Linked DNA regions of Bos taurus: region 2 is linked to region 1. The links are chromatin contacts, called in public Hi-C maps. All regions are on one chromosome and are shown on one strand. The core of a region is the stretch at or near the end of the contact, and the rest is flanking DNA. Distances in the headings are between cores, read along the strand shown. Region 1 has its middle 80 kb from the start of UPP2. Region 2 overlaps ACVR1 (activin A receptor type 1).

The links. Hi-C and Micro-C count contacts between places; a contact is called where the count stands out from the background.
Region 2: a Hi-C map of liver shows a contact between it and region 1, with 4 times the contacts expected there. The contact joins two enhancer-like sites. A contact is called at or near these places in 5 of 11 Hi-C or Micro-C datasets (blastocyst, liver, skeletal muscle and 1 more).

The regions. Positions count from the first base shown.
Region 1 is chr2:38,338,953-38,344,398 of ARS-UCD2.0, reverse strand. No RefSeq gene overlaps it. Among named protein-coding and RNA genes, the nearest start is that of UPP2, 80 kb to the right of the region's middle. Within about 2 kb of position 3,443, at least 4 of the 102 cell types and tissues checked have an H3K27ac peak or open chromatin away from gene starts, as enhancers often do. A contact at or near this core is called in liver, where this site is marked.
Region 2 is chr2:38,557,525-38,562,970 of ARS-UCD2.0, reverse strand. All of the region lies in intron 2 of ACVR1 (activin A receptor type 1), which reads right to left. Among named protein-coding and RNA genes, the nearest start is that of ACVR1, 36 kb to the right of the region's middle. Within about 2 kb of position 3,085, at least 16 of the 102 cell types and tissues checked have an H3K27ac peak or open chromatin away from gene starts, as enhancers often do. A contact at or near this core is called in liver, where this site is marked.

The sequences.
Region 1 (5,446 bases), core at 2,194-4,693:
GCAGTCCAAGGGACTCTCAAGAGTCTTCTCCAACACCACAGTTCAAAAGCATCAATTCTTCACAGTCCAACTCTCACATCCATACATGACCACAGGAAAAACCATAGCCTTGACTAGATGAACCTTTGTTGGCAAAGTAATGTCTGCTTTTGAATATGCTATCTAGGTTGGACATAACTTTCCTTCCAAGGAGTAAGCGTCTTTTAATTTCATGGCTGCAGTCACCATCTGCAGTGATTTTGGAGCCCAGAAAAATAAAGTCTGACACTGTTTCCACTGTTTCCCCATCTATTTCCCATGATCCTTGTTTTAACACAAGGCTTTGCAATGCTAGGTCCTACCCTGGCAAGGTCTCTGGTTTCACAGGGCTGAAACACAACTGAAACTAGCTTCCTAAGAACTGGAAGGTAACCAAACGGCCAGAGGGACAGGAGTGGTCAGCTCAGGGAGAGCTGAAGCAGGGATTCGAATATCAGCAGGACTCTCTCTTCCTCTGGTGTATCTGAGTATTGCCTCATTTTCTCCTCTGCTTCTTAACGGGCTCTTTGCTGCTTCTGGGTTCACAGCGCCACAGCTCTCAAACAGGTGGCAATAGGCAGTCAATAAGATTAGCTTTATTTCCTGAGAAGGGTGCTTGCCTATTGGTCTCCTAGGCACTTCTGTATCTGGACAAAAACAGCTCTTAGCAGCAGTAAAGGGAGCTGTGAAGGGCGAACAGCAAATGAGCTCACACACGGGAAGGAAAGTTTTTTGCCGCTTGTTTGTGCAGAAGCCAAGCCCAGGGGTTTTATTTTATGTTGCTTACATAGGTAAGTCACAGACAGGGGCTTCCCTAGAGACTGTCTTCTGTAGCCACTGTCTGCTCCAAATAGTTCCAGGAGCCACCTCTTACTCCCGCAGCCGGCGGGAGTGTGCTTCTGCAGGGTCCCTGATGGGGAAGAACTGAGCTATTTAGGAATGAATTGCCCACCTACTGTTAAGTAATGTTCTGTCTCTAACGCAGTCTCTCCATGGAGGAAAATGTGTTGTGCACTTGGCTGCAGCCTTTACTACGCATCTGCTTGTCAAGCCTGAACTGCAGCTCTGAGGGCCCAGCTTCCAAACAGCAAGCGATTTCTGAAGCCAATGCGGGCTTTAGGAGGCAGACCACAGCTGAGGAGGCGTCAGGGTAACAGCTAGTCTACTATGAAGGTCTGGTGGAATCAATTAGGAAAGTTAAGCAGGGGAGCCCATCAGTGGCTGATTGTGCCTCCTAGAACAACCCCATCTAGCAATCCTTCCTAGAATTATTCCAACAGCAGCGGACCCTGGAGCGGTGGCTTAAGCTGCAAGGTAGTAAAGTTTAGTTATGGGCGTCCCACAATCCAAGCTAAAGCCACAGTTTCCTGAACAGTTTTCCAGCAGCACTCCGTCTCTTATTAAAAGTACAGTTGATCTGGACCTTTTCTCCCCCTTAATGTCAGAAAAGAAATGTGTTTCTGATAATAAATGCTTCCTTTGCTGCACAGCTATATTTCATCAGGGCTGTAGTTGGCAAATTGCTGCTGCTGCATAGTATAAACTAAGTAATGAAACATAAGATATGTGCCTTGTATAATTTGCTACTGGTGGACACAGAAGGCAGCCCCCACCCCAAGCAGGATCAGATCAAATTCTATCACACCTTCCACCCCAACACAACAAAACAACCAAACCATTGAGTTTCCTAGGGAAATTTGGTTACCAGGAAACTACTGGGTCACAGATTCTTTTGAAGATTATTCTTATATTCCAAAAGAATTATTGGGTTGTATGGTAATGGAGTGGGTTTCCCTAGAGGCTCAGCGGTAAAGAATCCACCTGCAGTGCAGGATCTGGAGGAGACACGGGTTCAGTCCCTGGGTCCAGAAGATCTCCTGGAGGAGGGCATGGCAACCCACTCCAGTATTCTTGCCTGGAGAATACCATGGACAGAGGAGACTGGAGGGCTACAGTCAATAGGGTCGCAAAGAGTTGGACATGACTGAAGTGACTTAGCATGCATGCATGCATGGTGATAGAGTATCTTGGAATGCTTAGCCAAGTTGATTTGCAGGAGGCAGGAAGCCCAGTATAGCAACAGGATGGATAGTAAAATTACGCATATCCCTATCCCATAAGAACTCTTTGAGCATCATTTAATTTACCTTGATTATGGTCATTAGAAAAAAACTAACTTTTTTTTTTTTTAAGAGATCCATTTTAAAAAATGAGAATTGAGAAAAGATTTTTTCAGGTCTTCCCATTAAGATCCTCTCTTAGTGTCCTTGGTATTTACTGAGTAACCTGTAGGTTTGTGTAGAAGTTGATAGGAGATCTATGTAAGCAAAAAATATTCTTGTAAACCAGATAGTACTGTGGACTTCTACACTGTTGGTGTATTTCTGCTACTTCATTTTTCCAAATTGAGTTTGACAAACAAATGCTGTGGGTCTAGGTCTTGATTACCCAAGCCCTCTTCCTGTGGAATTTGAACTTGAGTTTAGCTCAGGCAGCTTTGCTGATTGCTGGCCTTCATCTCTAACCCTGGAGCGAGCCCAGAGATTTCTCAATAATTAAGTTAGATGGTCCCCTTCCCTCCTCACCTCACAAGCTCAGTCAGGTGGTTGATATTTCAGGCGTAAGTCCAATCCTCTTCAATTTTCCCCTCTGCACAAAAAGGAGAGCCAAGGAAGAGTGACCAGACTTTGTAACTGCTCATTATGGGGCCATTCATTATACTTTTTGTGTGCAGTATGTTAATAAGCCAAGAGACCATGGCAGAGAGTCCATAACTAATCTCCTGTTATAAATAAAAGTAATGGCAATGGTACCAGTATATTCTATGGACATAATGTGCTGCTGGCTAAGTGTGACATTTTGAATAAACTTTATTCTTGAGGTATTTAAAAAAACATAAAGGCAGTAATAAAATATGGAGCACAACATTAGTTGACACAGCAATTCCTGCCTCCCAAGACCCTGCTAAATAACCAGAGTTTAAATCTTCATCTTGAAATATACAGCTCTTCTAAGATTTTAAGTGAGTTGTAAAACTTTTATGTACTATGCCCTAACTTTATTTTTAAAATATTCTCCACTTTTATAGTAAAGGTGACCCAGAAGTATCTTATGAATAATAGAACAACATATTTAAGCTATTAAATTCACCTCTCTAGACAATACATAAGCTTTCCTGGTACTCACATCTTTCCTGGATGGAAGCAGGAATTGGAAAGTATCTTGAATTGTCCATTTACCCAAAACATACTGATTTTAACTCCAGAAATGACTGAATTGTACTTCAAATGGGAAAACTTAAAATTTCTGCCATCCAGTTGAAACAAGAATTCAAAACCTAACACCATTTATTATAGAAACTTAGAGAAAGTCAAATATTTGTATACCTGAGTGTTGAAATAGTGAAAAGTTCATACCCCCAACACCTGGTTTAGAGTTGTTGTTTTTGACATACAAAAGCTGACTTAGGCCTGGGGGATGAGTTTGTTCCCATATACAGAGAACTCATTTTAAGTCCAAAAACTAATTAAGGTACTCAAGTACTTTTTATTTATTGCCTGTCTCATCATTGAGTTATGGTTCTCTGATTATATCAAGCTCCCATATATCTTAGTGAAGGATAATTTATTTTCTACCGTTCTTTGTTTCTTCTTTTTAAGCTTACATTCTTTGACAATAGTTGTAGTCTAACACACACACACACACACACATCAAGTACATACACACACAATATGGCCTTCAGCTTAACCACAATATGTTCAACCTTGTTTGAATACGACAATAGTGTTTAAAAAATGAGAAACCAGTTCATCTATTTATTTCTTCTCGTTCGCACTGAAGTCACCGTTCGCACTGAAGTCACCTCTAATAAGTACACTGTATCCTAGTTGACAAAAGGCACTTAGTAAACAGTTTCTTTTATGCAGTGCCATATTAAGCATTATCCAAAGGACAGTAGTCTAAGTCACAGATTAACAGTTCTACTGTCTGTGACCTCTCAGAAAATATCTACTCCCACAGTTATTTAGTAAGAATGCAATTGTTTACTGAATTCAGAGGTCTTGTTACAACTAATAGTCTCTGTTTCAGTGTTTATGGAAGGCAGGGCACGTGGCGATGTGTCTTTTTTCCCCAGTAGAACTCTACCGTGTGAGCATCAGTTTCTTTTATATCTGTGTTCAGTCGCTCTTCCCTTGTCTTTTCTGTCTTAACTTCCAGCCTCAGTTCTCTTGTTAAGGGAAGAAGCCAAGTGGGGATCCAGCCAGCTGAGTTTAGTGGCCACAGTACGGAAGATTTGGATTTGGTTGCTTCCTATGTGGCTTTGGGGGAAGCACACCGCTTAGTCTCTCAGGAGAGCAGGTGGGCACTGCAGACAAACGCCCTTTATTTCAGGCAATGTTAAGTGAACAGGAAGTCTATAGAGGGTACAGTTTTAGCGGGAGGTAAAAAGGAAATCCTTTCTCTTTTGTCAATAGACTCTTAATTCCTGTATTACTCACTGGAGGACTGGGAGATAGAAAATCAGAGAAGAGGAGCAAAGACAAGGAAGAGGCAAGTAGGTGGGATGAGGGGGTGGAGAGAGGAGCTACTGGAGAGTTGCCAGGATCTGGTACAGGGAGGGAGCTGGGATCTGGCAGCCTCAAAGGTCCTGGCTGGTTGATGGGGACTCTGGGGGATGCTCTTGGGTCTCCTTCCTGGGGCCACTTTAGGCCTCACCCCTTGGTTCACAGGGTGGCTCTAATGTCTTCTGTCAAAATTTGAAAACAGTCAAAACATCATTTCCTTTAAAAAATTGTTGAAAACGCTCTTCAACAATGGCCTGTGCTGGATATTTTTCAACAATTTAAAATCCTCCCAAGTGGAAGGAAATCAAATCCTTTAAGACACAAACACACACACCTACATACAGAAATTCTTTCCTACAAATAAAATGCATACTTCATTTTACAAATATCCCTATCATGTAACTATTTTTAAAACTATTTCAAAGGGCTAGCATTAAGGAGCTTATTGGAGTGATGGATCTGTATTCTGAAGGTGGTTACCCAAATCTACACATATGTTAACATTCATAGAACTATATACTCAAAAAAGTCAATGTCACTGTATTATAATTTTTATTTTTTATCTGGCTATGCGATATGGCCTGTGGGATCTTAGTTTCCCAGCCAGGGACTGAATTGGGTCCCCAGCTGTGGAAGCTCAGACCTAGCCACTGGACCAACAGGGAATTCTCTATAGTTCTTAAAAGTGTAATAAAATACATTTTACTGACATAAGAAATAAAAAGCCCAGCTCCCTTATAAGTTATCTCCCCTCTGTGATTAGCATAATGCTAAGATGGCTGTTTGGGAGAAAACAGATTCACTTGAAATGTCTAGACTCTCTGAAACATTAATGCATCCAGTTTAAACAAAACTTGTTAAAC
Region 2 (5,446 bases), core at 1,836-4,335, 220 kb before region 1:
GAGTTCACAAAGGCGCACGGTCTATAATTACATATCCATATTATCGATAGTTTCGCTTAGATGTCTAGATTACTTTTTCCGTAGGAGAACACTTAAGTTTTTACATTAATTACTATGGGAATTCATCACCGCTAAAGCATTTTCAACTGGCAGAAAAAAAAAATTGGCACTAATTATTGAGGATGGAAGCACAAAAGGACAAAGGGAATAGAACAGTGTTTGAACAGTAAAGTAACAAGTGGGACTAAAGGAAAAGCCTACACAGGTTGGACCAAGGCACAAGACAGATCATCAGTGAAGCATGCCTCACCAGACCTCCTAATTGTCTCTTTCTGAAAACACTCATTTTCAGTTTGATCTTTCAAATCACTCTTTTCTTTCCTGTGTTAGAATAATTAGTTCAGACTTGCTGGTACCAACAGTTTCCACTAGTGGAGAAGGAAAGTGAAGACAGCATATAAACAGCCAACTCCTGGAGGCCCCTGTTAGTCTGCTGAGGCCCCTTTGACCAAAGCACTGTTCATATAGAGGGGTGGCGCCTTTCAAAGCCCCCTGAAGGTCTGCAGCACACACAGACTGCCTTCCACTCCCTGAACCCTCTGTGGCAGCAGGTCAGCGAGAGAACGGCTTCCTTCTTAAAATAACAGGTCGGACGGCTGTGCTTTCAAGAGGAGACCTTAAGGTAAGGTCTTTGAAAATGTCAAGTTCATTTACACAGATTTGTGTGGGTATGTGTGGAGGTGTGGGTTATCTCAAAAAGAGAAAAGCGTTCTTCATCTTTCTTCTCCCCTCTTCAAAGCAGTGAAAAATAGTTCACTGCCCACTGTAATGTGGGTGCCTCGTCCCACAGAGTAAGCGCATACAGACACACAGACACAAGCTTTCTATTTATAATTGCCTTGCTAGGTCTTTTGAAAACCACAAGGGGCTCATCCAAGAGCAGAGACATGCCCGAAAGCAGAAAATCCAAAATAGCCGCTGACAGTGTATGTATGTCACCAGTCTCACCCCCAAGGAGCAAGAGCCCTCAGACATTTTTAATGAGCAATAACGCTAATGAGCCGAGGGGTAGTCTTTTATTTTTCCTTGCCTAGAGAAATCCAAGAGAAATTCCAGCACCAATCTATTTCTATGAGGATGAGAAACATATATATCTGTTGACATAATCCAGCAAAAAGTTTACTCTTGCCAAAAGCAAGTTGAAAGATAATATTTCTAGGGAGTCTAGACACGCTTGCCACTCTCGGATGGCACAAAGCTGTGCTGAGAGTTGCCAACTATGCTGCCCAGCAGGTGATGGCTCTCTGGAGGGAAATGGATAGGAGGGGTGAGGGGCAGAGTTAGTGGTGTCATACTGACTTGCGATCAGAGCTGAGAATTTAAAAGTATATGTTGAAAAGCTGTTGAGTAATGTAATGTATGTAAATGTGAAACACAAATGTGTATTTTAAGACCCTAAATAATTTTTAAAGGTCATGGATATCCAAAAATACATAACTGAACACATTAAAGAGGTTGTATCTGTTGATGCTTGGTTGGGGAAGAGGGCTTGAAGGGGTAAAACGAAAATAACACAGGAGAGAAGCTGGCCACAGACTGATAATGAATAGAGGAGGATGAATCATTTACTTGCTACACGTACGGTCTGCCAGGAACAACAACAACAACCCCAGGCCATAGAGGGCTCACTCATCACTGATTCTATGGAAACAGATGGTTCAGGGTACCAAAGAATTAATCGCACTTGGTGGTTATAATAAAAAAAAAAAAGTCAATTAAAAGAAATAAAATAATGACAATAATAATTTCTCTAATGTGCCTTCAGAGTGAACTCGGTTCTTAAAGTCAGAGCCCAAACTCCAGGAGCACAGGCACAAGATGTCTCCTGCCTTGCCAAGGTCTCTGGCTTTTGAAAGGACATGGGGATGGTCTGACAGATGTTTCAATTGTGACCTAGAGAATATTGCCAGAAGTGAGCAGCCTCAAGTACATACCATCTTTAGTAAGATTCAGCCCACTAGACCCAACCCTGCAGTGCATCCAGGCATAACTGGGTACAGATCTTAATCAGATTTTATCCTCTGGGGTCATACTCTAAGTTAAAAACCAAGGTTTTCAGATCTTCCCTGCCACAATCAGAAAAAAGGAAAAAAGAAGGAAGACAACTCTTAACTCTATGTAATAATTAACTCAGTCTCTGATATGGGACCATGAGTTCAGTTCAGCAGTTAGCAAATGGGAAAGTATAAAAACTCCACCAACTCTGCTTCCTATTTTGCTTTTCACCAACATTTACTTTTCTTAATTTGTGAATTCCCATATAACTGATTAGCAGAGCCCTTAGTGAATCAGTTTTTTTTTACACAGCCAAATATAAAGACCTAAAGACCTTAAATTCACAAGAATATAAGAATGACCCCATGCACCCACACACACATCTACACCAGACCCAAACATTAGTTAAACGCCACTTTGGCAATCTTATCCAACAGAGTAGATCAACCTAAGAGACCCCAAGAGGATTTTCTGAGCCAGGATCACTAATTCAACAAAGCAGGTTACAAGCAAGGTAGTAGCATTTTCAGACCTTAATATTCACAATTCTAAGATGCACAGCAGGCCCCCAAATGCCTGTGCCTCCCTGTTTTCATCTTGTTAAAATTTAGGAATAACCGTAACATGTGTGGGCCTGGGATATCTTATTTGGGGTAGGCTGGTGGGGTGGGGAAGTGTGAGAATTATCACAAAGCCCTTTTCAGGGCCACAAACAAGGGTCTGTGGACCTCTAATCTCTCAGACTGAGATATAAATACACTACACATCAGGGAACACCGAGGAAGGATAATCACCTTCTGTGACTGATTTTCAACAGTCCAGCCAGGAAGCACCACATCTGATATGAAGCATTTTACACTTGCCTGTGCAAATAACTACGAAGTGCCCTGGCAGAAGGCAGTCAGTCTACTCTACCTAATTGACGCTCATTTAAATAATTCAGTAATTGAAACGTCAAGCCAGAGGTATTCCCTCTGTGCAGAGCTCACCCACACTGTTTGTTCTAAAGGCACCTCCCAGCATTACTCAGTGTTATGGCTGGCACCCTGTGCCCTCTGGAGCCCCAGAACCAGGCCTGTGTGAACACACTGGCAGCCCACGTCTGGCTGGGAGCAGCAGGGAGTCCTAGGCGCCACCTGGAAGGATCCGGGGCTGGCTCTGCAACCACAGGCTCAGGCTGGGGATCCCAGGGGTTCACCAAGGCCGAATCTTTTAAGATTCTCCTTGTTCTGGGCGATACCCAGCTCACCATCTGGACACACCTACTCTCACAGCCTAATCCTGGACTGGCAGAGGAAGAGGCAGAGCAAAGAGCATCGCGGATTTTCTAAGACTGTCCACAGTTTGGGATGATCTTGTGCCTCAGAGTAAGAGGACCCACATTCATGTCTTAAGTGGGACTTGAGCAACCTATGCACATGATGAAGGGATTTCCATATTCTCCTGCCCACCTGCTCAGTCATGCACTACAGAATGCTCTAAGGCATTTCAGTTGATGATCATTCTTAATGGTGCACAAAACCCGTTTCCCACTGAAGTCTTTGACACAGAAGACAAACGAGAAAATGCTCCAAGTCAACCAGCCTGTAGCTGTGATCCCAGGAATCAGCAAAAGGAACAGCTGAATTTCTCACAAGCTCACCTCAGAGTGGCACAAACAACACTGTAATGATTAGACTACTGTCTCTTAGACTATTGTCCAATATCTCAGAACTTTATAGGCTAAAAAAGGAACCCCAAACATCCGTGGACTTCTTCCAACAGTATAAACAGTTCATTCATTTGAAATGACAGCTTCTATTAGGCTCATAGATACGGGAGGCCTTCCATCAGCTCCTAATCCGAGAGTGCAGTATGGCACCTTTCCAGAATCTTCAGCATTTGAGATCTCTGGCATTAAACAAAGGCTTACGGAAGGATTTTGCAATGCCAGGTATCACTGCCAGCAAGCCTGCTCCTGAGACAGAAACACAAAGGTCTGTCCAGACTGCCTAGTGAAGGGCATTTGATGGTCTGGCAAGAAAGCAGGCTATATGCTTGGAAATAAAAGACACCCAGGTGCCTAAATGCTCTCATTATAAAACATCCACTTAGGGATCCCAAATCATTTTTTTTTTTTTAAACCTGAACAGAGAAATTGATATTTGGTAAAGTTTTACAAGCCAAAAAGAAAATAGGAATAGGGGCAATTGAATAGGATCAAATATAAATTAGAATAACGACAATAAAAAACAATAGTAGGGTTTCCACAATTTTGAACTCACGATGCCTCCACTCTGAATGCGCCCTTTCTCCAGGGTTTCCTCATGGAGCTAATGGTGCCCCCATTTCAGATCTACAAGCCTGACTCCATGACCCTCAAAATGGAGATACACAGGGAATTCCCAGCAGTTAAGACTCGGTGCTTCCACTGCTGGGGCCCAGGTTCAATCCTTGGTCAGGGAACTAAGATCCCACAAGCTGCGACCCTGTCTCCCTCAAAAACGGGGGGAGACACAGTGGTCACCCTGCCCTGGCTGACCTGCTCTCCACCTTTCCAGCCTCACCTCTGATCCCCTTGGTTCTGGGAGGGGTTCCTCCTGCTTTGGGAGCCCAGGTCTGCTAGGTATGGAATTCCCCACCATGGGATGCTGGGCTTCCTTCCTGAGGACACCCCCCAACCCAGTCTGTGCCCGTCTTCCCTTCAGATCTCACCTCATTCTCCTCAGAGCCTTTGTTCACACCCCCAAGTGTAAAGCAGGAGCCCCTATCTACACTCACACACACGTGTCTGCACGGCTGTTCCACATCCAAATCTCCCCTCCAGACTGTGCACCCCATGAGGGGAGGAGCTGAGCCCACTCAGCTGGCCGTTAGGCTCCCCACAACTGCCTCAGCCCCTGGCGGGAGGACACGCCTGATGAACGTTTAGCTCCAGAATGAATTTTCTCTTCACAGACAGGATTTAGAGGTGGGAAGAGACATGATGCTGGTTTTCAGAGCAGACTGAGCCTATAAAGTCTTTAAATGTCAGCAGAGATCTTCAGGCAAGGCTTAGTCACCGAGCCAGCATGTCTGTGCAAACCCCTTCTCCCTGCAGGAGCTCGCCACAGCGTCACAGCTGCTCACCTACTCGGGCTTTCAAGTGTGGAAAATCGGTACTTTTTGTGGTATGGTAGGTTTTCTGTTTGCTTGTTTGTATGTGTTGGAAGAAAGAAGTAAAATGCAAGAGTTCTGAAAACAAGGAATTATTTAATATATCAATAGAAGAGCAGAGCTTTTATGGGAGGTCCTTCCAGCCTCTATGATGCTATGGTGATCAGAATGATCAAAACAGAGTGCCCTGGCTCCAGCCAGTTTAGAGAGGTCTTGCAGGACTTGCCTGCTCAGCAGGGAAAGGATGCGCCTGGTC